Regions from separate parts of the Sus scrofa genome. Here region 2 is linked to region 1. The links are chromatin contacts, called in public Hi-C maps. All regions are on one chromosome and are shown on one strand. The core of a region is the stretch at or near the end of the contact, and the rest is flanking DNA. Distances in the headings are between cores, read along the strand shown.

Region 1 (2,932 bases), core at 267-2,766:
ACTCTGGGCTTTCACATGAAATCCAAAGCATATTTTTTTTGCTAATATCTCTGCAAACATTTTCAACATCTCATGATTCTATAAGAGTATAGCCCAAATAAAGCCCATCTACCTTGTGGTCCAGTCTTAGCAAGGAAACTTTAGTTCAGTCTCCAAAAATAATTGAATATCAATTAATATCTTTTTGTAGATAGTTTAAGGAAAATGACTCTGGAGTTGGGATTTTATTAATACAACTCAGTAAATGTCTTAAATATTTCTCTCTACAATTCTCTCCCTATTTCTCATATGTGTGGAAGCTACTCCTCAATTCTTTATGTCCTTTTTCTGCAAAATCCCCCATTTCTTCCCAAATCCAAGGCTGCTTCCTTTCCTCTGTCATATCCCAGAGCTATTTACTTCTGTGTGGCTATAAACTCAGGCTTTCTCAGTCAAGCAGCTATAGCACTCTCATTACCCAAAACCCCAGATCTGCACAAAGTCATGGGAAATATGTTGGTCACAAAAGGAATTCTGCTATCAGACAGAAGGGAAGAGTGATATGAATTCCTAAATGTTAACTTCTTTATCTGTTCAGGAGCTTCCCCAAAGATAGTCTGCCAAGGACAAAACCTATTTGTGACCAAGTAGTTGATTCAGATTCTGGTGTGGCTGAAGAGAGAAAACTTCCAGTATTGGAAGACAAGGGAAGACAAATCTGGTGGTGATTTACATTTAGCAATTGAAGACTACCAAGAAGGGAGAATTTTATTTTCCCATTTGGAGTACTGTAACTCATTCTCAACATTTCTTGAGAAATTTGAATGAAATCTTCATTTGAATGAAGAATAAAAATGCCATATGATAGAAGACCAGTTTATTAACTCTACATGTCATCCTCAGAGATACTACACAGCCTAGTGAAAGAACACACTTTGGAGATAGATATTTATACTGAAGCTTGAATCTCAACTCAGTCACTTTCTGGCTGAGTATAACTTATACTGTGACAGTTATTAACAGAAAAGGAAGAGAAGAAAAGAAAGGGAAGCATTGTCTTCTATAAATGCAGATAATAGCTGCTTTGTAAGACTGTTGTGAGGACTAAATGAAATAATGCTTAGTACAGTATCTGTCATATAATAGATATTCAATCACAGCAATCTATAATAATAAAGGCTTTAAAAAAATTGGATTTGGAGGGCCTCTGCCTAAACTTCTTTTGTTTCTAATGTTCTAAAGTTAGTCTTAGTACTGTTTTGTGCTAGTTTTGCTGAATATATATATATACACACAGAGAGAGAATAAAATCAGTATTCAACAAATAATGATATGCAAATAACTGAGTAGCAAAACTTTTCATGTCTCAATAATTGGTGACGAAATCCAAGAATTTTAATAATGTCTTGTAGGGAACTGTAAGTGACCCTCATTTTACCTATAATTTGTATATTCCTACCAGCTTCTTTCCTAGTCTCCTCTTCATGACCACCAAGGAGAGCTAGAGGACCTTAGAGGAGGCTCAGAATAGTACTGCCTTGATTTTGGCAACATGCATATTGTTTTTTCAGCTAACTCAGCATGCTTGAGATCATTTTAACAGCATAGTGTTATCATGTGGTTTCAGTAGAAAAAGTCCCTATGTAAAAATAGCACCTTCTTCCTCAGCATGTCTGCTCCTTTAATGAAAATAAGACTTTAGCTTAGACTGAGCCAATGCAGCTATCAAGGAGTGAGCTAAAATCTCATCTGCTTCAAACACTGTTAGCCAAATTCACTAACCATGGTGCTTACAGTCACTGACGATAAGAAAGACAATGCAGTAACAGACATGCACAATACAGGATAATTCATACACTATACACAATACTTAAACAGCAGTTTCCTAGAATAAGCCCTCAGAGAATATGTATGGTCAATGAGAAGAGTTGCAATTGCTCTGCAAGAATATTTACAGCAATATAAACAAACCAAAAAGGAGGAAAAAAGAGTCAGTAACACCCACAAAGTCTTATCCGATCCAATATAGAAAATTAAAAAAATTTAAAAGGAGGAATGCACTAATATAATTCAAGCCATATGGCAACCTAGTCTTGCTTCTTCTTGGAGAATGGTGTTTCATTCATTCTACCAGTCAGCCTGCATTCTATCACACCAAGTTCTATTTTAGCATTGGGGAACTTCTACATGCATTATTGATATAAAAATAAAATAAAACAAAGGTAGTTTCATCTTACATTTTTAAGGAAAGACAAAACTACACTTTAAAAAAGTTATCCTGGAAAACAAATGTTCATAATTTATTACTGCGCCGTCAGTGTCCTCTCATATCATCTTCAGAATCTGTTTCATATCAAGCTTGATGGCTTAATTAATATACTTAGCGTTTCCCCAGAAAAGTGATGCCAGTGTACATAGTACACATAATATAGTTCTACATCTGGCCCATCAATAAGGGCTCCATCAAGGAATGCAGCACAGGAAATAACTGGAATTATACCCATCTTATGACCATCAGAAATTTCACTTTCATTGAGTGAAATCTACTCAGAACAGAAGAAATATTACCAGGAGCTTAGTTTGGGCCCTAGAAGTCTTTAAACTCTTTTATCAGGGGGAAATAAAGGAGAACTGCAATTTTATTTTATAATCCATTTCCCCAGAAACCAGATTTTTCTTAAGAGAAGAATGTTTCTTTTTTTGCAAACCCTAAGATACCTTTAGCAGAAGCTCTTGGGAGGCTATTTGAGGCTGTCAGTTACTCTTTTTTTTTTTTTTTTTTTTTTTTGTCTTTTTAGGGCTGCACCTGCGGCATATGGAGGTTTCCAGGGTTGGGGTCAAATCCGGCCTATGCCACAGCCACAGCAACTTGGGATCCAAGCTGCAGCTCGTGGCAATGTCGGATCCTTAACCCTCTGTGCGAGGCCAGGGATCGAACCCAAGTCCTCATGGA
Region 2 (2,932 bases), core at 159-2,658, 240 kb after region 1:
CTGACCAGCCATGTCTTGCTGACTTAGCCTACCTATACAAAACCTTCAGAAAAGGGCGGTTCCTTTCTGGGTAGCCATTAACCCTGCTGACCAGCCATGTCTTGCTGACTTAGCCTACCTATACAAAACCTTCAGAAAAGGGCAGTTCCTTTCTGGGTAGCCTATTTTAGTTTTTAACCATCTTTCACACCAGAAAATACTTTCTTTTGAATCTTTAAATCTTTCATACTCCAGGATAAACCCACTTTTTCCAAGTTTTGTCATCAGCAGATAATTAAATTGACTTTTACAAAATAATACTTTGTGATATATTTACTGACCACATAATTCTCCATCCACCTTCTTTATACAAATTAATAGCAAAGCCTTCATCTTTTCTCATAGGTCTTCTTTTCCCACATTTGAATTATTCAGTGGACTTGCCCTAAGTTCTTTTTGACCCTAAACTATGATGTCCTTACCTTATTAACCTTATTAACCTTATTATTAGACTTTAAAAAATAAACAAACAGAAATAAAATTGAAACAGAAGCCCGACAGTGTCAAATACCTTGAGAGAGAGGGGTGTATTACAACTTAGACCTTATATACAACATTCCTATTTCGATATCATTGCTGTAACAACCTCAGTACATTACCATATTTTGTTTTTTCTTACACATTTTTTCACACCACTTATGACAGTTGTTAAGTCAAGTGCCCTAGGCATTTGCTCTTAACCAATGAACAGCCAGACTGGGAACTTCAAGTCTTTTAGGGAGTCAAAACTGCCAAAAATGTTCTCTCACCAGGAGACATATTCCCTGAATTATATAAAATAGAAATTTGTTCTGAAATCACTCACCTCTTATCAATGGACAACCAGGTAAGTAAACCAGCTAACTCTGTGACCCTGACTATTGGACCTCATTCCATGCTTTAGTTCCCCGTCTAATAAGTGAGGATAAGTGTTTACCAACTTCACGCGGGTTTTGCAAAAGTTGATTAATACTTATGAGGCACCATCTGATGAGAGGCCCTGGCTGTACCACCCAAGTCATCATAGGCTGTGGAATGCCTGCTTCCCACAAGGGCACTCCCTCGAAGCTTGGTACCATGACTGTAAGGTGACTTGCTGTGGCCCACCACTAGGTTGTGACCCAACTGTACTTTCAGACATGCACACTTAAAGCCAGTAAGGCTATCACCCCAAGCTGAAAAAGAGTTTTTCTAATGCTGCAGCCTCATGCACAAGGCACCAAAATAGCACTAGAAATACTATACCCATATTGCTTTATCCTAGACATCTGACACTTGTAAAGCTGATGCCAAATTTCTTGTCACATATGTGTCTGGAAGCCTTCCGGCTGAGAGGCATTTCTTATCTTCTGACATTTCAGAGAGCTGCATGGAGCTAGACAAGCACAGATCCTCCTTCAAAAAGGCTTGAGGCAAATGCAAACATTCTTTTCAAGTGACCTCCACAGCCCTCATTGGAGGAGATCCAAGACACCCTTCGGCACATCTGTAATCCTTAGGACCTTCCCAATGTTTGAGTGTGCTTTTTCTAGTGAGTAAGAACTGAACCACCCTGGTTTTCCAAGGTCATCTGATATGCCCATTAGCCAAATGAGGAAATGCTACTGCAGGCGAACCAACCAAACAAGATCAAACAATCCTCAGAGATCCAGGAGCCCAGATACTCTGTCTTTGGCGACACAGGCCACCTTCATCTATTAAAATCAGGCATCAGTTGGCTCTAATTGCAGTTGTGACTGATGCCCCCCAAACAGAAACTAACTAGGATTTTTGCGCAACACAATAGTAGATTATTTCTAGTGCCTCCCTTCTCTTCTGAACTTCCCTCTACAACCTGCCAGACAAAGCAAGTGCCATGGAGACCCCAACCCCAGCTATTAAGAAACAGGGGTTTCTAATAGGAAAGTCCCTAAAGCAACAAGTGTCAGAATAACCTGGCTTTAAATGCAAATTCCTAAGGGCTCTATTCTAAACCTCTGAATCAGAACCTCTGGCAAATACAAACCAAAACATGCATTTTTAACAAATTCCCCAGACACTGTTTCTTGCTCTTTCTTTTTCTTTTCTTTTCTTTTTTTTGGTCTTTTTAGGGCCGCACCCATAGCATATGGAGGTTCCCAGGCTAGGAGTTAAGTCAGAGCTGCAGCTGCCAGCCTACACCACAAGCACAACAACACCAGATCCAAGCCATGTCTGTGACCTACACCACAGCTCAAGGCAACACTGGATCCTTAACCCACTGAGCAAGGCCAGGGATCAAAGCCTGTGTCTTCATGGACACTAATCAGATTCATTTCCACTGAGCCACGATGGGAACTCCCCCTCTTTCTTTAACTTACATTTGCCCAGATTATTTTAATGCACACTAAAGTTTTTAAAGACTGACAGAATTTTTGAGTAAATTAAAACTCACCTAAACCCTCGGCTCATTTTGGGAGAGTTTCTGGCCACAGGCCTATGGTTTAGTGGTCACTAAGTCATCTACTCTAAACCCACCCATAGGCAAACTACCACTGCACTCAAGAGGAAGGAAAGCATTTCATGATCTCCTCTTTTTCTGAACTTCATTGTTCTCACCCCTTCTTCGGAATCATAAGCATTGCTATGTGATGATTCTGGCACCAGTTGGCTTTTACTGCTTAACTTTTTTTTTTTTTTAAGTTTTCTATTCTGCCATAACAGATAATACAAACTTGGCACCTTGGCACAAATTTATTATATTACGGTTCTGTAGGTTAGAAATCCAACATGTATCCTACTGGGCTAAAATCAAGGTGGTTCCTTCCTGGAGACTACAGGGGAGAATCCATTTCTTTGCCTTTTCCAACTTCTAGAGGCTGCCCACAATTCTTGGCTCACAGCCCTCTTCCTTTATCTTCAAAGCCAGTAATGCTGCACTTGTCTGACTATTCTT

Evidence for each region. A called contact is a pair of places that touch in the nucleus more often than the background predicts.
Region 2: a contact with region 1 is called in a Hi-C map of skeletal muscle, with 5 times the contacts expected there. The contact joins two enhancer-like sites. A contact is called at or near these places in 2 of 47 Hi-C or Micro-C datasets (embryonic fibroblasts and skeletal muscle) and 1 of 2 datasets of contacts at active chromatin or transcription factors (alveolar macrophages).

The regions. Positions count from the first base shown.
Region 1 is chr8:96,375,300-96,378,231 of Sscrofa11.1, forward strand. The region is part of intron 3 of JADE1 (protein Jade-1); the gene reads right to left. Among named protein-coding and RNA genes, the nearest start is that of JADE1, 190 kb to the right of the region's middle. Within about 2 kb of position 1,517, at least 2 of the 83 cell types and tissues checked have an H3K27ac peak or open chromatin away from gene starts, as enhancers often do. A contact at or near this core is called in skeletal muscle, where this site is marked.
Region 2 is chr8:96,617,968-96,620,899 of Sscrofa11.1, forward strand. No RefSeq gene overlaps it. Among named protein-coding and RNA genes, the nearest start is that of JADE1, 55 kb to the left of the region's middle. Within about 2 kb of position 1,409, at least 16 of the 83 cell types and tissues checked have an H3K27ac peak or open chromatin away from gene starts, as enhancers often do. A contact at or near this core is called in skeletal muscle, where this site is marked.